Linked DNA regions of Mus musculus: all the other regions are linked to region 3. A link is a contact called in public ChIA-PET and HiChIP or PLAC-seq data. All regions are on one chromosome and are shown on one strand. Each heading gives the region's core, a stretch centred on a gene start, on an enhancer-like site or on the middle of the called end of the contact. The rest is flanking DNA. Distances are from core to core; before and after follow the strand shown. Region 1 has its middle 25 kb from the start of Mir147. Region 2 holds the start of Slc30a4 (solute carrier family 30 (zinc transporter), member 4). Region 3 holds the start of Sord (sorbitol dehydrogenase). Region 4 overlaps 4930417H01Rik (a long non-coding RNA gene).

Region 1 (6,184 bases), core at 1,660-4,159, 430 kb before region 3:
ACAGATGGTTGTGAGCCAAAATGTGGTTGCTGGGAATTGAACTCAGGACCTCTGGAAGAGCAGAGGGTTCTCTGAACCACTGAGCCATCTCTCCAGTCGGACATTTCTATTGAATATATACCAAGGAATCCAGTTGCTGTGCTGTAAGGCGTGTCTATATATAACTTTCAAAATATAAAATACAGAATAAGAGGTGGACAAGGGGTGGGGCTGGGGCCCCTACCTGGAAGGCACAGACTTCCTTCCTCACACCACATTCTGTATTTTGTGGAATAGGAATGTGGTGGAGCTCAGGGTTCAAACCCCTGCCTTACAAGTGTGAGTCACTGGATTCCAAGTCCCACTTTCCATATGGAGGAGATTACATGGGACAGTTATCCAAATGCTCCCATCACCAGTGGATGGAAGCACCCCACGCCCCAATTTTGTCTTACTTGTCATTATTGCTCTTAATCTTACCCATTCTGTGTGTGTGTGTGTGTGTGTGTGTGTGTTGGAATCTCACTTTGAATTGAATTTACATTTTCCTGGGGCAGATTTTAAAAACATATATTATGGTAAAAGGAAATCCTCTAGCATATAAAGTCTTATCTGAGAGATTCGTTTTGTTTTGTTTTGTATATCTTTTCTTTTTTCTTTTTTTTTTCTTTTGGTGGTGGTCATGGGGTGAGGGTGGGGTGGGGGGTTGAGATAAGATCTCTCTATGTAGCCCTGGTGGTCTGAGAGCGTACTACGTAGACCAGGTTGGCCTCGAACTCGGGGAGATCCTCCTGTCCTGCCTCTGTGCTAGGATCAAAGGTGTGGGTCACCATGCCCTGCCTGGGTTTTTTCTCCACAGGGTACAGCTCATAGGGCTTATAGTCTCCTGGACTTCCTCCATCTCTTCCCCTCAAAAACCTCTAAAGAGGAAAGAGTTGACTGCTCTCAAAGACTCGTTTTCATCTGGATATCATTTTTGTTTTCCTTTTAAGTCCCTTGATGTGTTTGTTCCATTTTTATATGACCTGGGAAAATCCAGGCACAAGCCCTTGCTGGTAATATATGCTGATGATGCGCAGACCTTTCCTCTTTAACTTTGTTTTATTCTTAGTTATGATTATTGTGTGTGCCTAGGATGGGATGGGGCTTGTCTACAGCGTGAAGGTCAGAAGACAACTTGGTGGGGTTGGTGGATGCCGGGCTTGGGTAGCATGTGATTTTTATCTGCTGAGCCACCTCACTGCCCACTTTAACTTTTAAAAGGAATGATTATATCACTTGTATAAACAAAAAGCTCTGTTCAAGTTCAGTCTGATCATACTCACGGTCAGCCAGTAGATGGTGCCCTGGGCTTACGTCTGAGCCTTTTACCCAAATACTTTTTGACTGGCTAGTCTTCCAAAATCCTTTGCAAGGAAGCAGAGCAAAAGAGATTATCTTTTCAATCAAGAGGACAGAACAAGCTGATGACCTTTAATTCATCAAGCTGAGACCTTTGGGGAGACAACAAGGACGACACAATTCTATTGACCCAACAGTGATGATGTTATATTTATTGACTATATTACATGTTAATTCTCAAAAAAAAATTTCAACCATGATAAATAGAGTGCAAATGGCTCCAACTAAAGCTTCAGATGAGAGGAGAAGAATTCTCTTTGGAAGAAGAATTGCCCCCTTCAATACAGGTATAGAGAAGTCTTCACCAAAAGGCGAGGTGCTCAGATGAGGATGTCCTAAAGAGGCATCCAGAGAAACAGCCTCTGAGGTGTCACCCAGGGAGCCCGTTTCACTGTTTACAAAAGGCTGGTGCTCAATATGAGAAGAGAGTAGTGCCAGGGCTTGGCACCAAGGCTATGTGCTGTTTTCTACCTCCTCCCCATCCGGTCCCATCCCATATTCCTCGGTTCAGTTTTTAGTCGCTCTGTTTTCTTGCTGACAACCGACTTGATGGGCCTTGGAAACCTAGCAAAAAGCAGGGTATTGCAGAGAGAGTTTGCCTTCTTCGGTACAATGACTCTCTCTGCCCAGCACTCAGCTTGGAGGCTCTTGGCTTCAGCTGCCCACACTCAGGCGTGGACAAGCCCTTCATCCTTTCCTCTCGGGCACTGTCACAAGCTACCCAAGTCAATGACCAAATCACAATGTCCTAGACTTCTTAAGCATGGGAACATAACACTTTGTACTCAAAGGAGACCCCAGAGAAAGCCTTGCCAGACCAGAAGGCTCTTCCGAGAAGGAACATGGAGAGAGCTGTGCTTGAGAAGGAAGAGAGGCATCTGCAGTTGTGGACCTAGAGAATGTGTGGAGCCTGAACCCTTTCTCCAGGCTTCCCAAGCCCTGGACAGGACCCTCACCTTTGGAAGTGAATACATGTTTCATGAGTAGACACATGGGAACATGAAGCCATGGATTCAAGTCATTGTCTGGGTCTTTTCTCTGTTTGAGTCACCACCTCCGTAGTCTTAGAACTTGGTGACTGAGTTCTACTCTGCCTTTCCCCCTCCACAATTAGAAATGGCTCCAGACAGAGCCACACTCATGCAGACCAAGCCTGGCACCCTTGCAGCCACGGAGAAGCAGATGCAGAGGGAAGACACCAGAGAAATGTGGCCCGCCCTCCCTTACTTCATGGGGATCGTTTAAGCAAGCATAGATCTTAGAGATGTGGTAATTCTAGCCCTCAGAGTTTCACACCTCCTAGGGGAAGGATTTTGTGTCATGAGGACTTCCTGGCTCTGGGCCACCAGGGTAGACATCCAGGAGGCTGGGCCAGGACCCACAGGCACAAGCCAGGAAATGGCATATCTGCTGGGGCTAGGGAGCCAGGGACAAGCTCGTTCCTTGTGCCTGGCACTATGAGGAATCTTAGGTCTGTTGACAATCACCTGCAGCCTCAGCTGAGGCTGTCCACCGGCTGAAAGAAGAGACAAAGCCGTGAAGGTGGCGCCCTCTAGAGTTTGGGACTTGCAGTCTCTCACTGCTCAGCTCAGGTAGAGCTGGCGGCTAGCTAGCTAAAGAAGTTTTTACAGCTCACAAAGGCTAATGGCTAATTTGCAGTGTTGCAGAACAGCTGTTAAACCATGATGGATCCACATCATAGGTTATAAAAGTGTATAAGAAGATCAGTTATATTTCGAAAAAAGAAATACTTAAAATCCTCACTTCTCGGTGATTGCATCATTCTGTCAGTGCCAGACGCCCCCGGGGGATTTACACAGGGGGTTCACACCCAGTGTGAAATGATGTAACCTGAGCATCTCTTCCCAATTCTGCCTTCTATGACATCATGGTGGTTTCTCTCATTGTGCCCCAGGCAGAGGGTATATGCTCTGCAGGGATCAGCAAACCCTTTAGAGAAAGCATGACTTTCTGCCCCAGTGCCTTTCTTTCACATTTTCCAGAAGGCCACTGCACCTAGCCAGTGGCTTCCAGAACCCATGATACTGGGAGGCCAGTGTCCCTGGGTCATCCAACCACTGCTGCCACCATCCCTGGACCTTCAGCAGTCAGAGGAAAGCAGGGAGTAAGTGGAGGGGAGGGGCATGTCCAGGATCATACCCACCCCTACCCGGGGCACAGCCAGAAAGAGCTTACTCACTACTTGTTGGAAACGAAAGGAAAGAAATCCAGAGGCAATAGGATGAAAGGAGGTCAACTTCAAGAAATGAAACTAGCCTGTGGGCAGCTAGCCTTATGAACACTGAGGAGAGGCAGTCACAGACCTTTGCATTCTTGTGACACAAATGAGCCAGACCTGAGTAATCACAAGGCGAGAATACCCGTGGCCCCTGCTGCTGCCACCCTAATTCCTGTTAATAGGGTTAGTTGGGTAACAGTGAAGGGTGTTAGGGACAGTGGCAGGATGCTCTGGGTGCTCTGGGCAGCACAGGAAGCCCTCCCGGGGCCACTCCCTTCTTGGTCCCTCCTTAAGTTTCTCTGAGTAACCTTCACTGTGAGGCTTCTTTTCTTCCAAGTCACACACTAGGCTGATTGCCCCTGGCACTCACTCCTGCCCCTCCTCCCTCCAGAAGGCGCCCAGGCCTCTAAACACTACTACCAAATAGTCTTGAGAGGTACCCATGACACTGCATTTACTAGATGCTGAAAGACCTCCCACTCTTTTGAAAATAAATTTCTATTTTCAACTTTCAGTCAGGACTTCACCAACTGAACACTTACTAAACAGTTGACAGGTCCCCACCCTGAGCTAGGTGTGACGAATGTATGGGTGCCCAGGGCTTGGCTCTGGCACTCTAGGAATCAAGGTGACATAGAGAATCAATAAATTGTGGCAGTGTTTCAAGGTCAGGACAGTGGCGGGAATGTGAACACAGTCCTACAGACCATGCTGGAAAGCCAACTTGGAAAATAATAATCCTCACATAACTTTCTTTCTTTCTTTCTTTCTTTCTTTCTTTCTTTCTTTCTTTCTTTCTTTCTTTCTTTCTTTTTCTTTTTCTTTTTCTTTCTTTTTTTTTTTTTTTGAGACAGGGTTTCTCTGTGTAGCCTTGGCTGTCCTGAAACTCACTCTGTAGACCAGGCTGGCCTTGAACTCAGAAATCTGCCTGCCTCTGCCTCCCAAGTGCTGGGATTAAAGGTGTGCGTCACCATGCCCGGCTAACTTTCTTATTTTTATTTTTTATTTTCGAAGTTGTAATTTAGTTACATTTCAGCTTCCAAACCCTCCCATATACCACTTCTGACTATCTTCAAACTCATGGCCTCTCTTTTCATTTTTACTGCATGCATATATGCATTTGTGTGTGTATACACACACACATGTATATATATATATACACACACACACACATGTATATATATATATATATATATATATATGTATACGCACACATATATATGTATACACACACACATATATCCTGTTGTTGAATCTATATAATTCTAATCGTATGTATGCTTTCAGGGCTGACTGACTGGCTGGACAACCAGCTGGTGTACCCTTCTCCAGGAGGACCACCTCTCCTGCTCTCTGCTTTCCTCAGTTATCAGTAGGATTGAGGCCTCGTAGGCTTTCCCCCATTCAGTTGCCCTGTCCCTTGTGTTGGTATCTGTCTGGACTCCACTCCCACAGTTACCTGGTAATAGCCAGGCATGCTTCTCCCCACAGTTACCTGACAATGGCCAGGTAGACCTGGCACTATAAAGGGGGCTACTTGCCCCCTCCTCTCTCTCTTACTCCTGCTTCTCTCCCTCGCCTCTTCCCCTTTGCTCCCTCTCTCTCCATTCTCTTACCCCCTCTCTCCATGTGGTCATGGCCGGTCTCTACTTCTCTCCTCTCTCCTCTCTGCCTTTCCCTGCCTCTGCTACCCTCTTAACTCCCCTCCCCATCCCCTGAATAAACTCTATTCTATACGCTACTGGTGTGTCTGGTCCCTCGGGGGGAGGGCAACCCCTTCCCTCACACCCCACCAGAACATATTCTTATAGCTCTTTCTCTGTTTATGATTACAACACCTTCGTGTTGTCCTTGTTCAGCTCACATGTGGGCACTCTTGTTGGTGATATTTTACAGGCAGAGCTTCTGCTGTTCTTAGGAGACACAGTCTCAGAGCAAACTCCCTGATCCTCCGACTCCTACAATCTTTCTGCCCCTCTTCCGCAACGTTCCCTGAAACACAAATTTCTTTTAATTTACTGAAGAAAAATCAACAGTCAAATCTACCCCTATCTTTGTCCTGAAGCTGCATCAGTCACAGTGTGGGCACACTGTAGGATGCACATGACCTGTGAACCGAGTGGAGACTGTAAAGACCAAAATAGACACTATCTAGCTTTTGCAGAAAATGCTTGCTGGCCCCTAAGCTAAGGAACTGTGAGCCAATGTGTTTTAAGAATGAGGAGAAGGGCCCATCAAGAAGTTCGGTCTGGGGTTGGAGAGATGGCTCAGCAGTTAGGAGCACTGACTGTTCTTCCAGAGAACCTAAGTTCGATTCTCAACACAGACGTGGTGGTTCACAACTGCCTGTAACTCCAATCCAGCAGATCTGACACCCTCTTCTGACTTCTGCAGCCGCCAGGTGTGCACGTACTCCACATGGAAACAAAACACTCATACTTGTAAAATAAACAAATAAAAAAAGGAAGGAAGAAAAGTCTAAGCCACATGGTGACACAAACTCCTCCTCCCATTCCTCAAGAGGTAAGGATTAGACACATCCAGAGTTTAAAGGCCACCATGGTT
Region 2 (5,866 bases), core at 3,235-5,734, 470 kb before region 3:
TCCTCCTGCCTCAGTCTTCCCTGTGCTAAGATTACAAGAATAAGACACAGCCACATCAGACTTTGAATTTTTTCTTAGGAATGGCTTCACCACACTTGCTTTTTAAACAACTAGCTAGACATTTACATTAGAGAATAACGTAAAGCTGTGAGCAGATGACCTAGGATTAAACTATTTACATGAATCAAACCAGTTAAGTATTTCCACGGCTCCTACTAGAAGTGTGATACTAGGTACTATGGATACACAAACAGTTCAGGCTAGATTCTTGATAACTAACATTGTGCATACCCTTGCTCATGATTTAACTTGGGTGCCATGGTCTCTAAAATCTCCCATTAGTAAAGTAAGCAAGGGATCACTTTGATCTTACCATGTCTCTACAAAATGGATAGAAAGACTATGATTCCCTACTTTCCCCCATAGGAACCGAGCTCTGCACTAGTGTGCAGCAAGGGAGCCATAGAGGATGGGGGACAAAATTAGAAGCTGCATCCAGTTTCCCGCATCCCCAGGTGCTCTCATCTGTGATGAAGCACTTGGTCTTCTACCTCTATCTTCAAACTTCCAGTCCAGCCCTGCCTCCAGACTTCACAGTGGAATGCTTACACCCTTAAAGCCCCATCTTATCACATATTCCCCTACATATCACCACAGCATGGACAGAAAGATACTTAGCAGTATTTGCTTTGAAAACTATAGGAAAACAAAATCAAAGTCATTAAGCAATGAACTCAATTGCCTAAATATCTGGCTTTGGGTGATTTTTGCCTGCCTGGGTGGACGTGCAGTTGGGGATCCTTTGATATCTCCTATCTATAGAGGGTTTCTGTGCTTGAACAATTCTCTTGTCTATTTTGGGACCATCATGTTTCCTCCCTTGGGGGACATTTTAAATTGAAACTGGCCATTCTGTTAACAGAATAACTCCTACAGAAAGCATGTATTCTATTACTAGCTATGTACTGCATTGTTATCAGTGTTCATATCCATCCAACAGCATCCATGTCCTGAAAAGAAGAGCACAGTCCAGCACATCCTATGGGAACCTCTGTATCCACACACTCTGAAAAGAGAAAAGCATTCCAGAATATGCAGTATTGAACCTGTTAACTAAGCGTTTCAATTTTTAAAAAATTTCCCACTTTTCCCTGCTTATTTCCAAGGAGAAATTTCCTGAGGAAGTACAGAGGCCTCAAAGCTCTTGGTATTCTATGAAGTGAATCTCTCTATACTCCCTGGATTCTAGATGTGTTTCTTCTGGTGGTTCCATTTGTTCACAGAAAAAAAAAAAAATAACAAGGGAGATGGTGCAGAAGTTGAGTTTGAGCACTAAGACCAACTGGAGTTGAGTTCCCTCCCTGTTTCCTGAGCTGTATGATCTTGATCAAGATACTTAGTAATGAAACCATGTCTTTACCTATATAGAAATAATTGTTGTCAGCGACTGAGCTCTTACCATGTACTAGAAAATATGCATCCTGCTTGTCTTAGGGTTTTATTGCTGTGAACAGACGCCATGACCAAGGCAACTCTTATAGGGACAACATTTAATTGGGGCTGGCTTACAGGCTCAGAGATTCAGTCCATTATCATCAAGGTGGGAACATGGCAGCATCCAGGCAGGCATGGTGCAGGAGGAGCTGAGAGTTCTACATCTGCATCTGAAGGTTCTAGCAGAATACTGGCTTCCTGGAAGCTATGATGAGGGTCCTAAAGCCCACACCCACAGTGACACACCTACTCCAACAAGGCCATACCTCCTAATAGTGCCACTCCCTGGGCCTAGCATATACACACCATCACACTGTTTGACATGCTTTTTTCAGTTTTTATCACAACCCTATGAAGTAGGTATTTCTTATCTTCTATACTTGATAGGCAAGCAAAAAGAGGTTATTATTTAGAGACTATTGGGTAGATTGGCACCAGGATTCAAAGATTGGCAGTGTGACTCCAAAAGCCATGTTTATAGTCACTACCTTCGCCCTAACGATATTTAGTAGCTCATTGAACTCATATAAGTCAGTTCCTGCATAGCCCTTGGAATATAAGCAAGTCCTAAGTAAATGTTAGCTGTTGTATAATGTTTAGCTTTGCTACCAACAGAAACCTGGACCAGAAAACAGGTTTTGACCTAGATTTGTGTCTATCTGAGCTGTTTCTTTTGGCTGTACTGGCAAGGCCTCTTGAGTAATCTAAACAATCTACACATTAAGGGTCACCTAGCTAAAAAGGTAGGCAAAATGGTTGGTAAGATTCTGATGTAATTCAAAAAGAAAAATCTCCAGCCTGGAAATGTTTATATGGGGCATGACGCCTCATATAAAAGAATGCATATTGAGTAATAGCTAGCAGAATTGGAGGCAGTGTTGATAAGTGAGTCATATTTCAGCAGATTGTCTATCGTTACAAGCACCAGAGAAATAAGGCTGTAAATGTGGTTATGTTCCATGCCTTTTGACAGAGGCAATTTGACCCATTTGAAAGCATGATGGTATAAGCAATGCTATTGGTACAAAGGCAGGCTTAGGAACTAGACCCCACAGGATGTAAGAAGAAGAAAAAAGGGAGAATAAAAGGAGTATTTCCAGGTTCTGAAGAAATTTGAAATATAGTGTATTTGCTATTTATTGCTATAAAAAAGTTATCCTAAAATAGCAGACATTCATTATCTTGTGTAGTTTCTGTGCATCATCTGCATGTGGCCTAGATGGGTGGTTCTGGCCCAGGATGCATTGTGAGGCTTCAGTTGTCCAGTGTAAAGTCATCCAAAGGATTTACTAGGGCTGGAAGGTCCACTACTAATGGCTCACTCACATGGCAGTTGGTGGGCTAAGCTCCTTCTCACAGACCTTCCCACGGTGCTGGATAAGTTTAGCATGATGTGGTAGCTGTCTCCTCACAGTGCAAGAGATCTAAGAGTGAGGATAAAGAAACAGCTGCAGCACCTTTTATGACCTAGTCTGTAAGTCACAGTCACTTCTGCCACAGACTGTTCATTACAGGTCATAGGCCATTACTAAGTGCTGTCCACAAGCAAAGGTAAGGGAATTTACCTCCTGAAGAGTGGGGTCATCACAGAATTTATGGACAGAGCTTAAAATATGGCTTTGTCGTCTCATCACTTTCTCGAGAATCCAGTGAGACACGAGTGAAAGAACAGAACGCACAAAGGCAGTCCTCCTCAGCACAGCGCGCTGGAAATGTCCCCAAACAACCCATCCTTTTATTTCAACTATTCTTGAAACATTCACATCCCTCCTACCTTGAGGCTGCATTTAAGAGACTCCGATGACACTCCTGAAACATTGTAGGCAGTTAAATGGGACATTAAAAACAACAGAACAATCTACTCCTAAGATATTTGGAGCCGAGGAATGTAATGGCTCGTAAGCTGTCTCCCTTTGGCTATTACCATCGTGTCCTGATTGATGAAATTCTAGGCAATAGCCTTCCCTTCCTGATCTCGGGACCATGGAGGGTCTAATTTGCTTTCATGACTGCAGCTCTGGGGGAAAACTTAGGACTGAGGGATCACTCTGGAATACAGAAGTAGCCAGGGCTTTCTTTTCGCACCGGATTCTAAGGTGTCAACAGAATCGTTAAAATTGCCTCGTGTGATTTTTTTCATTGTATTTTTGTGACCTGAAATTTTGGTAAGATATAAAAACTTTTTAAAATATTGTCTTTGTAAACCCTGGGGAAGTAGGAGCTTGCAGGACACCACAGGCAAGATGCAGGTGTAGCCCCGTGTCTAACTTGCATGAGCCCCTGGATTAGATCCTAAGGATCTCAAAAGGAAAGAAAGGTGGAAGCCAAGGATTTACACTTTAAAATGAATTCTACCAACAGTGTTGCCTTTAATCTTGCTTCTTGAGGACATTTGAGAATGTGATGAAACATAGGGAAAGTAAGCTCACACAATTGTGCCCAAGGAGCGTAGCAGTGAACACAGAAGGAAGACACATATTTGCTGAGAAACAGGAAACTTTAAAGCAAGCCATAGAACTACTGACCATCCTAGTCTTGTCCTAGCCTTTTGACCAAGATAATCGGCAATTTTTTGCCGATTGGGTAGAAGAAAAGCTACCAGGATTCCCACTTGGTAAGAAAGCACTAAAGGACATTTTCCACGGACCATCCATAACCAAGATCGGACCTGAGATTCCCGAGACCCATCTCCAGTGGAGGGAATTCAGAGCAGTGACACCCAGCTCCGGGGGGACCTTCCCGCGGCACACCCGGGGGCTCAGAGCGCACAAGACCTCAGAGCCCGAGAGGCGGGGCCGGGAGGGCGGGGGCAGGGGGCGACGCGCGACCACGCCCCCTCGGCGCGCCCCCAAGCGGCGGCCTGCGTGCCCGCGCCGACCCCTCCCCTCGCGCCTCGCGGGCGCACGCGCCGCCTCGTTCAGGGGCCGGAGGAGGCCGGGCCTGTCAGACCCCGCGGCCGGCCTCCCAGCGGCACGGGGCGGGCGGGTGCAGTGGCTGGGGCTCGGCCTCGGTCCCTGGCCCGGGTCGCAGTAGCGCGAGCTCCGGGCGGGGATGCGCGGCGGCGTCGGCCCGCAGGTAGCCGAGCACCGCCGAGTCCGGAGCTGGCGCGCGGCCGGGGCGCGGCGACAGGAGCGGGGTCTCGTTCTCCTCACGATGGGCAGGGACGCGCCGCGCTGCCCTGAGGAGCCCGAGCGCCGGTGAAGGCGGAGTCGCCGGCCGCCCCTCCGCTGCCATGGCCGGCCCCGGCGCGTGGAAGCGCCTCAAATCCCTGCTGAGGAAAGACGACACGCCGCTGTTCTTAAATGACACCAGCGCCTTCGACTTCTCGGACGAGGTGAGCGACGAGGGGCTTTCGCGCTTTAATAAACTTCGAGTCGTGGTGGCCGACGATGACTCGGAAGCCCCGGAAAGGCCTGTGAACGGGGCGCACCCGGCCCTCCAGGCCGACGATGACTCCTTATTGGACCAGGACTTACCTTTAACCAACAGTCAGCTGAGTTTGAAAATGGACCCCTGTGACAACTGCAGCAAGCGACGCGAGTTGCTGAAGCAGAGGAAGGTGAAGACCAGGCTGACCATCGCTGCCGTCCTCTACTTGCTTTTCATGATCGGAGAGCTTGTAGGTGAGTTGTGTCGCCGACTCGCTTGCCTTTGACTTTGTCCAGCTGTTAGCTACGCCGGAGTTGAGGTGGAAACTTTGTTTTCAGGAAGTTTGCTGAGTATCTAGACTTTCGTGGGTCCATAGGAAAGGGACACGGGATTCCAAAGTGCGGTTCCCGTGAGCGCCCACTGAGAGCTTGCAGGTATATCTTGTAACTCCCATAAACAGTGCCTTTTACTGTAGGGTTTAGGGTGTTATCTTGACTGTATATCATGTAACTTCTCCTTTTACAGATTCTGATAAAATGCCAGGTTTATCTTTCAACGTCTAAAATAATTCTGACATGGATTAGAATCAGAATTTTATAGTACTAAGGGATGTTACTGAACACCATTCTGTTTTCTCACACAGAAGTTCTGAAGGGATTAGATTATGAGGAATCTTATTGGGAAAAGAGAGAGCCATCCACAGTACCAGACTTTCCTCTCTGTCTACATTTTGGTTATTTGATGCTTATTTATGCCGCTTCCTTTTGAGCTTATAGCCAAGGGCTTTACAAAACTCTATACAGCCAACTAATTAAAAGTTCATTATTAAAAGGAGTATCTACAGTTTGCTAGAGGTCTCCCCGGCAGCTGCAGAAGCTAGGGTTTTTTTTTTTCTCCTTTTTTAACTGATTTCAGATAATTTCTCACTCTAAGGTTCTTGCTTTAGACCTTATTTTTACTGTCGCATTAGTTTATAGTCGTCCTTTGATATCCAAGGTGGGTT
Region 3 (6,048 bases), core at 2,243-4,742:
CTGTTCCCTGTCCACATGCCAAAATAAGCAAGGGCCAGTGTTCAGGAAGAAAGGAGATGGCATGCTCCCAGAGGATGGTCCATGGACTGACTGGCGATGGAACAAGATATTGGGAGGCACATGTAGAAATGGTTAGCATTCTGTTTGCTGTAGAGTTCAGCAAACATTAGTCTGTGGTCAGCTGGAAATGAAAATAAACTCATTCTTTCATCCTGGAGTTTGAAGCACTTAACTAAAGCACCCAGCACATGAGTGGGATGTAGCAATGTGTGCGCTTTAGAGTTGTAGGGATGTAGCAATGTAGCAATGTTTTGATTCCTTCCCTTAGTGTCCTTACTAGTCTAGCAAACTCCACATCATAAAATATTTCTTAAAAATGCAAAAACTCACAAGCCACCCACTTGCCCCCAAGCAAAGATTCTGTGCAGATAAGCAAAGTCCACTGTTTTCTATTCCAGTTTCATGAACCAGCAATTCATAGTTCTAGATTTCTCAAGATGGGCTAAAGAGGCATAAAGTAGTTGAGCTGCTGCAGTTGAATAGTGTTCTGCCTGGCCCACATCCTAAGAATTTTGCCAAAACTGTCCATAATTTGACGGTTTTGGCCTTTATCCATCTCTTCATGGTCAGACTGTTTAAAGGCTTTGGCCTCCTGCTTAACTCCAGTTTGCACAGACCAGTGGGATGCCTGGGACTCTGTTGGCCCTTTTATAAGCACAGTGCCAATGAAGCTCACACCACCCAAATAAATACTAAAGCTCCCCTCTCTTCCTCCCCTTCTATTCCTCCCCTCCAGGCACCCCACCCTTTCTTCCTCTTTCCCTGTATTAGGGACTTAACCTAGAGACTCTGCCACTGGCCTTGAATTTACTTTGTAGTCCATTGCAGCCTTGAGCATTGTCTTCCTGCCTCAGTCTCCCTGAATAGCTGGGATTACAGGCCTGGTGCTCCTCTTCAAGGAGCCACGTTAATTATAGCAGGAGAAAGAGTGCTGAGCCACACAGCTACCACTAGCGGAGGTTGAGCTGACCCCGACTCCGGGCACCTTGGTTTTGACTTTACTATTTCCTTTTCAAGAATACCCCCTCAAGTTTGCTGATGGGTGGCTTGCCTCCTTGTATATCAGCTCACTCATTTATTTCTTTCCCTCTTGCTTAAATTTCTCCATTTAAAATAGAGAAATCTGAAGCCTGGGTGGTGGTGGCCTGTGCCATTAATTCAAGCACTCAGGAGGCAGAGGTCAGTAGATCTCTTTGTTCAAAGCCAGCCTGATCTACAGAGGGAGTTCTAGGATAGCCATGGTACAAAGAAATCATGTCTTGAAAACCCAAAAAGAATAAAATAAAAATAAAATAAACTGGAGAGATGGCACCGACGGCTCTTCCAGAGGTCCTGAGTTCAATTCCCAGCAACCACATGGTAGCTCACAGCCATCTGTAATCAGATCTGATGCCCTCTTCTGTGTCTGAAGACAGTGTATGTGTATGTGTGTGTATATATATATATATATTCCCTCATTATGAAGGAAACCTACCGGCCTATCCTAATACATCTGCACACACGCCCAGTCTTCTAGCATTTGTCTGCTCACTTGCCAGTCCTTCCTAATATGTACCTGTGTAAGCTGCTACATAGCAACACATCCCCTCTCTCATTTATCACCCAAATTACACACTCTGTGTTGACACTAAGTGTGAGAAAACTTCAATTACTGTAGTAGGGAAAAGGGAATCCAGTCTCCCAGGCAGCCAGAGGCCAGGCTGGGTCTTAGGTTTCCTTCCTGCTTGTCTCAGCAAAGTGGCTCAACTCCTGTTTTTCTAGAGCTATGCCCTGGACATAGGCCAGTTTCTGGACTTACTGGTGGCTGGGAAAGCATCTCTGGGAAAGCCTAAGCTCTCTTTCCCTTCAAGCCCTGTTGGAATCCTGCTTTAGATATTAGGAATGGGTGTTTCTCCAAAGAATTCCAAAGAATGTGAGCTCAGGAGGCAAGGGTTTTTATCAGCAGACCCTGCCCCTAGTCCACTCAAATGGAAGCTAAGCCTCAGTTGCCCAACCCATCCTCCATGGAAAGACCAAACTGTGGCTGTGTGGCATTGCAGTGGTGGCACACGCCTTTAATCCCAGCACTCGGGAGGCAGAGGCAGATGGATTTCTGAGTTCAAGGCCAGCCTGGTCTACAAAGTGAGTTCCAGGACAGCCAGAACTACACAGAGAAACCCTGTCGGGGGGGGGGGGGGGAGAGAGAGAGAGAGAATGAGAATCACAAATCACTGTGTCTCTTTAATTTTAATGCAGGATGTTGAGTAGATGTTCAAATGTGATTGGAGAGAGCACTAGAAATTGAATTTGAATCTGACTGAGTTCTTGTCTTGGCTGTTAACTAACCAAGGCTACCATCTTGGGAACCACAACGATTCTTGGTTTGGAATCCACAGAAGTCTACAGGTGGAAGAGTTAAGGAACTCAGAAAATGCTTAGTCTGCAACCACAGATAAACCACTGAGGACAGGCTATTAAACAGACAAGAACTCTTCATCTGAATGAGTCTCTCCTGGTACATGTTCTTTGAATGGGAAGGAGACAGACTCTAGGGTGCAGGAGAGATGGCTGGTATCCAATCTCCAAACTGCATGCCCGCTGAGATGGACTTTGTCAAGGGAACTTTGGCATGACCACAAAGATGACTCGGCAAATGTCTGAACTTTGGTTCAGGGGGCAGAACTAAGTTTAAAGCCAGAGGCAGAGGTAAACAGAATGAATGCTCCAAGGTAGTGATCCAGATGTGGACTAAAGGAGATAAGCACCAGGCTATATCCCCAGTTAAAATGCATTATTAACACTTACTGAATGCTAGGCCCTCTCATGATAATAATTCTGCTATGGGATATTATCAGTTCCAAACAAAAAGGATTAAATAGAAACTTCACTGCTTTTAAATGCCACCATGCCACCTTTTTCTGTCCTCCACTGTCTACAAGAGAAGATCTGGGTAGATCCTAATCCTGGAAGTCTCCCTCTGACCCTTCTGAAGAGCAATAACAACAGTGTGAGTTTGCAGCTATTAGAGTCGAAGGCTTGATTAGTTTTCAACGGTCCTGGGCACAGGTCACGTGCCTGGCGCCCGGTCTAGGCTCTGGGAGCACGCGACCAGAACTCTCTCTAGAGATAGATAACAATTACCCCACCCCCACCTCCCGGTAACCAGCTGAGATCTGGGTAAACCCAGGCAGTCAGGGGTGCTTGGCACGGGCTATCTGCCAGCTCTATGAGCAACAGAACTTGGGAGTGGGTACCACTGCTGAGCCTGCCAGAGGGGCAAACCGGAGCTGGGTGGGTGACTGCCTGAGTTCCCACACTCCTTCCCCTTTTTACCAGGCGGATGTCTCCAGGTCCGTGCACCACCAGGGACAGGTTCTCGCCCTTAGCTGGAGCTGCCATGTTGCTCTCTTGCTTCGAGGTGTCCGCTGGACCCGGCGGGGAGCTGGTGGTTCTGCTCGTCCAACCGCCAAGGGTCTGGAGTAAGGGGCTGGGGCGGAGCCTAGAGAAGGCGAAGCGCGGGCCCGGGGCGGGGCCTGCGCACTTGACAGCCAGGAGGCGGGGTCGCGCGAGGTGGGAGGGGGGAGGCGGGGGACGAGACTTCACTCAGACTTAGCAAGCCAGAGTAAAGAGAGAAAGCAGCCTACGGAGGCCGTGGGGGATTTGTGGCTGCAGAAGACCCGGCTAGCACCCCTCGAACAGCAAGTTTAAGTCTGAGGTGGAGCGCGGGTGTTTTGTGTTACTAACGGGAACAGTGCGCTGCTGCAGGCAGGACGCCGCGAGCGCTCTGAAAAAAAAAAAAAAAACAAAAACAAAACAAAAAACCGCTGTCTTTCCAGCAACCGACAAAGGGCCTGACACTCGCAGGAGTGAAAGAAGGAATGTATGTGTCACGTGGTCCTGATGCATCTGCATCAAGATGCTGTAGGGCAGAATTTGCAAGCCTTTCTCTTTAAAGGCTTTCTCGCTTTCCATTGGCAGCCGGATTTCTGCCCAGATCCCGCCTTTAGTGCTCCCCAGTCAGGACAAACAGGTTTTTACTTTAGAGATGGAGCTTGCTGCCCCTTTCCTTAGCTATCCATTCCCTTCCTTTCCCTTCTTCTGTGTAGCCTTGGCTGGCCTGGAATTTGCTCTTTAGACCAGGCTGGCCTTGAACTCAGAGCTCTTTCCAGCATCATACCTACTACTAGTCTTCCGAGAATTATCACCAGAGCTCTCAGCTCTTGATGTCTCCCTGTGAGGATGGAACGGAGTCTTACATTCTTTAGCAGCAACTCCTGGTGCACTAGAAAACCCGCCGAGGCTGTTTTATTTATTCACAAGAAGGCAATGAGATGTTTGGCACGCGAGGAGAGCTTAATGGAGACGGATACCAAATAAGAAAGGGGGAGTGGAAGCCGGGCGTGGTGGCGCACGCCTTTAATCCCAGCACTCTGGAGGCAGAAGCAGGTGGATTTCTGAGTTCGAGGCCAGTCACTATACAAAGTGAGTTCCAGGACAGCCAGGGCTACACAGAGGAAACCCGGTCTCAAAAAACAAAAAAAATTGTCTTTGTTTTTGTCTACAGAGTGAGTTCAGGGCAGCCAGGGCTACACAGAGATACCCTGTCTCGAAAAACCAAAATAAATAAATAAATAAATAAATAAATAAATAAATAAATAAATAAATAAGTGGTCTGCCTGAATGTATGTGTGTGCACGACTGGGTGAATGGTGTCTCTGGAGGATATAAGACCGAACTGGATCTTCTGGACCTGGAGTTACAGATGGTTGTGAGCTGCCCTTTGGCTGCTGGGAATTAAACCCGGGTTTTCTGCAAGAGCAACAAGTGCTCTTAACTACTGAGTCATTCCTCCGGCCCCAGGATGGATTTTTTAATGTATTTTTTAATTGAAATGCTAACAAATTTCTAATTACAGTTCTTCCCCCAGCCTAACCCCTGCCCCCCAAAAAACTACACACTGAGTATTGTAGTTGAGATTCAAAGCTGAGAAAATTAAAACTTAAAAGAAGTCCTCAGGTTCTTGTAACACACAAACTAATCAATAGCAGCCACACTACTTAACTCTAGAAAGCCTGACCCACAGCCCCAGACCTGACCCACAACCTAACCCCTTCCCTTGGAACATTAACTTCAAGGTACTTTTTTCAATTCATAGATAAAGATCATATTATGCTAATTCTACCTCAGAAAACTTTGCAACCTATTTGATTTACTTTATTTTTATTTATTTATTTATTTTGGTTTTTTGAGACAGGGTTTCTCTGTATAGCCCTTGCTGTCCTGGAACTCTCTTTGTAGACCAGGCTGACCTTGAACTCAGAAATCCTCCTGCCTCTGCCTCCCAAGTGCTGGGATTAATGGCATGCGCCACCACACCCTGCTCTATTTGATTTACGTCAGCTTTTAATAGCACAGTAAGTTAGAGGGTCGATAAACTAAGTCATTTTACAAGAGGAGAATGAAGAAGAGAAAGCCCTAGATCCACTTTCTAATTGTATTCCTAAGTAAGAACAAAGGGACTTTCACTCACACCAGAAGAAATTGAGTCATCCTGTTTGGAGTCTGCACTCCAGCTACACACTAACATGTTCTGCTAGTTCAGTGGACTCGGAGGCTTGTCTCAGTCTGTCTAGTGTTAATGTTACGTAGGCAGCAGTGCAGCTGGTATTGGAACGACCCCACAGCGTCCAGCACAGGCCACTTCTCTTCACACCACTGTTTCTCAGTGTGCAGCCAGGCCGCCTCCTGTTCATTGACCAAGTGGAGTCACTCTTCGTATTAACGGTTGTGCACCTCTGGGGAGTTTTCCTCTTAAATGTATTAGCAACAGTCCAGTACGTATCGTAGCATCAAGCAAATCCTTGGCATCTGAAGTTTGCAGCCAGAATAAAGCTGAAGAGCATGCCCAAACTTGATCCCAAACTGGAATGTCATCTGCCCACTTTCCTTTGTCCTCATCATCCTCAAGAGGAGGGTCGTCCTTGTGGCAGGTGCCACCAAATACTGCTA
Region 4 (5,714 bases), core at 611-3,110, 490 kb before region 3:
AAGGAATTTGTAGAGATAAAAGAATAAGGATGGTTGATAAGCCTGAAGAACACAGGACAGCAGAAGGTAAGAACATAGCAAGCACTAGGCAGTCTTGAGCTTTGGAATAGTTCGTAGGTTTCATTCCTTGCCCACCCTACCCCAGCTCTCACAGACCTTACATGATTTATGTTGCTGTTTCATTCTTACTTCTTTCCCCTTCATCATACCAGATAGCTTTTTCTCATCACTGTGACAAAATGCCCAACAGAAGAGGGGAAAAAAAGTTTAATTTGACTCCTGGTTTCAGAAATTTTAGTCCATCAGGGTGGGGCAGACATGGCAGGATGGCTCTGAAGCATTAGAAGTCTGTGATGATGTAGAAGAAAGCAGAAAACAGAAGAGAAAGTAAGGCCAGATCCTAACCCTCAAAGACCCACCTCTAACAATGTACCCTATCAGGCATGCCTCACCTCCCACAGATTAAGTAATTTCCCAAAACAGTGCTACCAGCTGGGGACCAGGTGTTCAAACACATGAATCTGTGGGGTTGGGACAGAGCATATAGATGGGGAGGGTCAAGGGAGAGAACTCCATAATACACAGCTATCAGGCAGTCATCACCTCTGCTGAGAACATACCCTCCAGTGTGGATGCTCTAAGGTGACCAATGTTCCTGGCCATAATCCCTCACTCAGCCTAACAAACTCAACACTTTCCCACCGTAGGTGGAGGGAGATGACATAGACTTCTCCCAATGGGGAGGAATTCCCAGGCAGAGAGAGTGTCTCCTGGCAGACACTGGTTTTGTTTCTGATTCTCTGACTGAAGTCTAACTTGGCTGGGGTTGGGCTCTGTGAGGCCTGCACAGAGCAATGAAGGAAGAGCCTGGAGCAGTAAGGGAGCCAGGGAGGGATGTTAATTGACAGTTGCCCAAGACAAGTACACTCCGGAGGAGAAAAGACTGACAGTTCAGTGTGTAAAGGTGAGGAAACTGGTTGTACCACAAACTCAACTGTATCTCAGCAGCTGCAGTTACTGGCAAGGGGGAGGTGGCGGGGGAGGAGACAGCAGACTTCAGTATCTGCAGACTGCATGAAAGAAAATTATTCTTCAGAAAGCCCACGTTCACTTTGGTTTCTTTATTTCTATTCTTTCTTGTAGGCAGAGAAATAAATGTGTATCTTCACAGCCAGTGTCTCCACGTTCACCTGCAAAGACAAACATAGCAGGTAAACAGCAGTGCATAGAAGGAGGGGACAAACACCCTCCTCTGTCTAGAATGTTTCCCTAACATTATGGAAAATTCTGGCGACTTTTCCAGAAACACACACGGATTCTATATATTGTAATTACTCGAAGCAGGAATAAAATTCAGAGTTTGAATAAATAGGATGTCTGCATGAAGATAGATTTAAGTTAGACATAAAATGATAGCAGTATGTATGAGCATGGAAAGAAAAAAATGCGAGTTAGAAAGATGGCTCACTGGTTAAGAGCGCTTTGCAGATCTTGCAGAGGACCCAGGTTCAATTCCCAGCACCTACATTGTGGCTTAAGACTGACTGTACCTCCAGTTCTAGGGAATCCAACTTCCTCTTCTGGCCTCATGGTGCATTACATACATGCAGGAAAAAAAATTCCAGACACACAAAATAGAGATACACAAAATCTTTTGAAAAAAGACAGAGGTTGAGATGTACAGCATTTGGGACAGGACTAGTGTTTGAGTGACAACCTTAATCTAGCAGCATATTTTTAAGTTCTTTAAAATAAAGTGACTTTTTTTAAGTAAAGAAAGACAGAAAAAATGACTCTTGACTCTTGTATAGTCATCAAGTAATAATAATTTAAAAAGTAATTATATAGAAATAACAAAAAACTAGGAATAGGCAAAAAATTCTGACATCCATGACCATACACACTAATCAACTGGATGAGAAATGTAAAAAACAGGCTATAATTTTTCACACCATAATTACATAAAAAGGAAATAGAAATGTCAATTTTTTTGTAAAAAGAGACTGTGAAGAAACAACCTATAGTGCACAAAATGCATGGATAAGTGTAAAAAAATATGCTGATGCCCAGCAAAGATGCCCAGCAAGTGTATGGATGCTGTGTCATTACTTCTGCATAGAGTTCTCAAACAATGAAGACTAATAAAGTCATCAAAGCATGTGTGGATGCGAGGTGGGGTGAGAGGTTGACTGGAATATGCAGGAAGAAACATTCTAAAGCTGCCATTAGTCATCAGGAAAACACAAATTAGAGCCCCAATGAATCACACATAAAAGCTGTGCTCAAGGTTAGGCTACAGAGTAACATGGAGTAATGGAAAAATCTAAAAATAAATTCATACATTTGTGGTCACTTGCTCTTCCACAAGGTACTTGCAAAGATGACTCAGTGATGAGGCATCTTTTCAACAGTGTTCAGCCATTTTGACATTCATCTGCAAAAGAATCAGTGTGGCCCATTACCCAACTCCATACTCCAAATCAACTCAAAGGAGCTCATAGTCCAGAACCTAAAAATGAAGTCATGCAGCTCGTAAAAGAAAATACAGATGTAGATATTTGTGACCATGATTAAGCAATGATTTCTAAGATACTATACCCAAAACAATAGCAACAAAAGAAAGCCAAAAGATAAACACAACTTCACCAAAATTAAACAGCTTTTCTGAAATTAATGTGGCTTCTCAGTAAGAAATCATTCTGCATGCTTAGGGATTAATAAAATCAATATCTCTTTAACATAGCACATGTCCATCTCTGGCTAATGTCCAAAGGAAAGCCAGCCACAAACAGAAGATTTTCCTAATGCATACACACCTCAGGCTTATGCATATCGTGTACACTGCCATTCTCAAATCTCTTCAGGTCCCAGGCCCAGGCTATACTTTGAACAATTTAAACAGATACAGGAGACTGCAAGTCTGGCCACTTGGGCAGATAGGAGAGTCTCGCAGCAAAGATATTGCCAGACTTATAAATATATCAGTACTGTTCTTTTCGAACCTAGGTGTTACCCAGGTTCATCCTGCCTACTTGGCACAATTAGGCTTTTGCTGATAGTTAATGGCAGACCAGGACTCACTGGGATCTATACTTTGATACAGAGTTGACCGAATGGCTGCTTGTAAGTCCGGGTTGCCTCCTCTTGCTATGAGACTGGAACCTAACTGGAGATCATCACTGGTGCATAAATATGAGCAGAAACTTTCTCAGCAACCTAAACTTCAACTGTGCTGCAGACCTGCCTTTCCTACAGTTCCTAATAAAGCAGGTTAGTGCGAGAGTTATCTTCCAGCCCTATTGGCGGAGCTCCTTCAGCTAGATTCTGCTGTGTGTCACTTGACTTTTCCTAAGAAAATGTATTAGTGACTCCTTTCTATCATCAACTCCGTGTTTTACATTTCTCCTGTATCATCACCACACCAAAACCCTGACAATCCAAGTGATGGTTTGGAGGTAGTATTAGTGTCACTTACCAGGCTGAAAGCATGGCATCTACTGGGACGTAGTCCAAGAAGCAGAATCATTAACAGGTAGACAAATTATCTACTGCAAGATAATCAGATTACTGTATTTATCATTCCATCCTTGAGAGAGCCAGTTTTGTTTATTATATTAAAGAAAGTAAAACAAAACAAAGCAAAACAGCAGGCCTCATAGCTGAATCCCTCTGGCTTCTGCCTTGATGTGACCTGTTTTGACACCATGAGCCACAGAAGCTGGACTAAATGGGCTATGCGATTAATCAGAGACCATCAGCCTCCAGAACTGGGAACTGTTGATCCTCGTTTCTTTGTTGATTCAGCTGCAAACTAATACAAAATCAGTTGGTGAGACAAGGAGTCATCTCTCAAACATTCCTAATGAGGGCCTAAAGTGGCAGTTTCTTAACAAGTTAAACACATATCTATCCCATAATACAGGGATTCCAGTCCTGGTTATTAGCCTAAGAGAAGTGATAACTAGCTAAGAATATTCTTATGAAATTATCTTTGTAGAGTATATAAGGTTAACTCAGTATCTCTAGTACAATCAAAACAAGGGCAGAGAAGTTCAGATACACCCATTTATAGACAGAATTAGGCTTTCTCTTTGGAAATTGCCATTTTTAAATGGCCTACCAGAATGATTGTTAACTCTTTGTAAAGACACACACTAGTTCAGCAGTATGGGGAAGTCACTTTATCACACAGCTAATCTCACTTAGACCCTGAGGGTACACTAGCCCAGAGCACACCAGCAGCATTGTCCTTGTTTTTAAGCAAAGTGACTTCACAAATGTCACACATGGTCACCCTGGGAATATGTGATTCTATATGTGACAGTTAAAACTTAAATCAGTCTCATTTATCATTCCGTTTCCAGTATCTATCATGTGGTTGTGTGTGTGTGTGTGTGTGTGTGTGTGTGTGTGTGTGTGTGTGTGTGTATAAAGAAACTACTGAATGCCAGACACATAACCATGTGGCCTTCAGGAATGCATCAGTATCAACACTCTACACTAGCCTTATCTAATAAAGTCCTATGTTTACAATACAAATTTATAATTCAAAGTTTTATGTTTAATTTTTAAAAGCTTTTAGGATGAAGAACCCAGTGATTCTTTTTTCAAAATCTTAAAATGATAGCAGAACCTCCAAGGTAATTTACTAACAGGAAACAATAAGAATTATAATGATTACTAGAATGGGTCAATAATAATTCTTGTCCCAGTCTCCTAGCTGAAGAACTGTGCATGATAGGAGCAGAGGCATTCAAAAATCCCTACAGCAGTTAAGGCAAAAGGTAGACGTTGCTGTAACAAATGCATTCTATTTCCAACATTCACCCCCCCCAAAAAAAAATCACATTTCTCAACACATGCCCACATAATCAGAAAGATCTGGGAATTCTATTCTGCCCAGCTATTTAGGGACCTGGGGCCAACTATTGTATCTTCAGTTCTTCATTCAACTGGTGGACTAGAAAAAAAAGAAGACATAATGTGTTGTGGAAAGACTAGAAGTAGCACTGTTACAGTTTATATCTGACTGTTCCCCAACAGATTCATGTGTCTCCACATGACTGTTTTGGAACTTTTAGCAGGTGTGACCTAGCTAGAAAAAGTGGTCTCTTGAGTCATGCTTTGAAAGTGAAACCCACTTCCAGTTCAAGGCCAAGGTCTCTGGCAAGCTGTCTACAAAGATGGAACAAGTCACACCGGAAGTTCCCAGAGATGGATCAGCTTCAATGACCGTGCCTTCCTGTGAAGCTGTCCAACAATGAGTCCCCTTTTCCTTAAATTGTTCTGTTAGGCTTTTGTCACAGCAACAGGAAAAGTGGCTGGTCCAGAAAACTGGTACCAAGAATGAGGCCATCGCTGTGGTAAACCTGACCACATGGCCTGTAGGACTTCAGGGTTGATTTACCAGAGGAACACAGAGGAATTTGGAGCCGCAGGCTAAAAAAAAAAAAAAAAAAAAAAAACCTATAATGCATGTGCCAGCCTTTCTGTTAGGAATGTGGCATGACACTGGTAAGGGAAGGGAACAGAACCACAGCTCCAGTTGGGAGTCAGGCTCTCAGTAACCTAAGGAGTCCCCTAGAGTTTTAGGGAGGTTGAGTAAGGCCAAAGCAGGGTTCATGGATTCACCAAAACAACAGCAAAAACTGCAGGACTAGCCAGGACTAGCCAGATATAGACTTGAGCAAAGAAGGGTGCTCTGAAGAAAGTAA

What was found. ChIA-PET counts read pairs in DNA pulled down with a chosen protein or histone mark. HiChIP or PLAC-seq counts read pairs in DNA pulled down with a chosen protein or histone mark.
Region 1: an RNA polymerase II ChIA-PET map of effector CD8 T cells shows a contact between it and region 3, with 7 read pairs. The contact joins the enhancer-like site here to the promoter of Sord in region 3. A contact is called at or near these places in 2 of 39 promoter capture datasets (hippocampal neurons and pre-B cells), 1 of 15 datasets of contacts at CTCF or cohesin (large pre-B cells) and 5 of 115 datasets of contacts at active chromatin or transcription factors (the 230-238 cell line, double positive thymocytes, effector CD8 T cells and 2 more).
Region 2: an H3K4me3 HiChIP or PLAC-seq map of pro-B cells shows a contact between it and region 3, with 2.3 times the contacts expected there. The contact joins the promoter of Slc30a4 here to the promoter of Sord in region 3. A contact is called at or near these places in 3 of 39 promoter capture datasets (the 3T3-L1 cell line, neural stem cells and pre-B cells), 5 of 115 datasets of contacts at active chromatin or transcription factors (astrocytes, bone marrow-derived macrophages, pancreatic cancer cells and 2 more) and 2 of 9 other capture datasets (adipose tissue and embryonic stem cells).
Region 4: an H3K4me3 HiChIP or PLAC-seq map of bone marrow-derived macrophages shows a contact between it and region 3, with 3 times the contacts expected there. The contact joins the enhancer-like site here to the promoter of Sord in region 3. A contact is called at or near these places in 4 of 39 promoter capture datasets (the 3T3-L1 cell line, embryonic stem cells, neural stem cells and 1 more), 2 of 484 Hi-C or Micro-C datasets (embryonic stem cells and erythroblasts), 2 of 115 datasets of contacts at active chromatin or transcription factors (bone marrow-derived macrophages and memory CD8 T cells) and 3 of 9 other capture datasets (adipose tissue, embryonic stem cells and liver).

Annotation. Positions count from the first base shown.
Region 1 is chr2:122,663,191-122,669,374 of GRCm38.p6, reverse strand. No RefSeq gene overlaps it. Among named protein-coding and RNA genes, the nearest start is that of Mir147, 25 kb to the right of the region's middle. Within about 2 kb of position 2,909, at least 109 of the 459 cell types and tissues checked have an H3K27ac peak or open chromatin away from gene starts, as enhancers often do. A contact at or near this core is called in double positive thymocytes, effector CD8 T cells, memory CD8 T cells and 2 more, where this site is marked.
Region 2 is chr2:122,701,281-122,707,146 of GRCm38.p6, reverse strand. Slc30a4 (solute carrier family 30 (zinc transporter), member 4) reads left to right here and starts at 4,484. Exons shown (of 7, transcript NM_011774.3): 1 at 4,484-5,117. The coding sequence starts at 4,727. It overlaps 4930417H01Rik (a long non-coding RNA gene), which reads right to left and starts at 4,508. Exons shown (of 5, transcript XR_866691.3): 1 at 4,163-4,508; 2 at 1-25.
Region 3 is chr2:122,232,283-122,238,330 of GRCm38.p6, reverse strand. It overlaps Sord (sorbitol dehydrogenase), which reads right to left and starts at 3,492. Exons shown (of 9, transcript NM_146126.4): 1 at 3,373-3,492. The coding sequence starts at 3,438.
Region 4 is chr2:122,715,992-122,721,705 of GRCm38.p6, reverse strand. It overlaps 4930417H01Rik (a long non-coding RNA gene), which reads right to left. Exons shown (of 5, transcript XR_866691.3): 3 at 3,476-3,811; 4 at 2,342-2,434; 5 at 250-1,190. Among named protein-coding and RNA genes, the nearest start is that of Slc30a4, 16 kb to the right of the region's middle. Within about 2 kb of position 1,860, at least 65 of the 459 cell types and tissues checked have an H3K27ac peak or open chromatin away from gene starts, as enhancers often do. A contact at or near this core is called in bone marrow-derived macrophages, where this site is marked.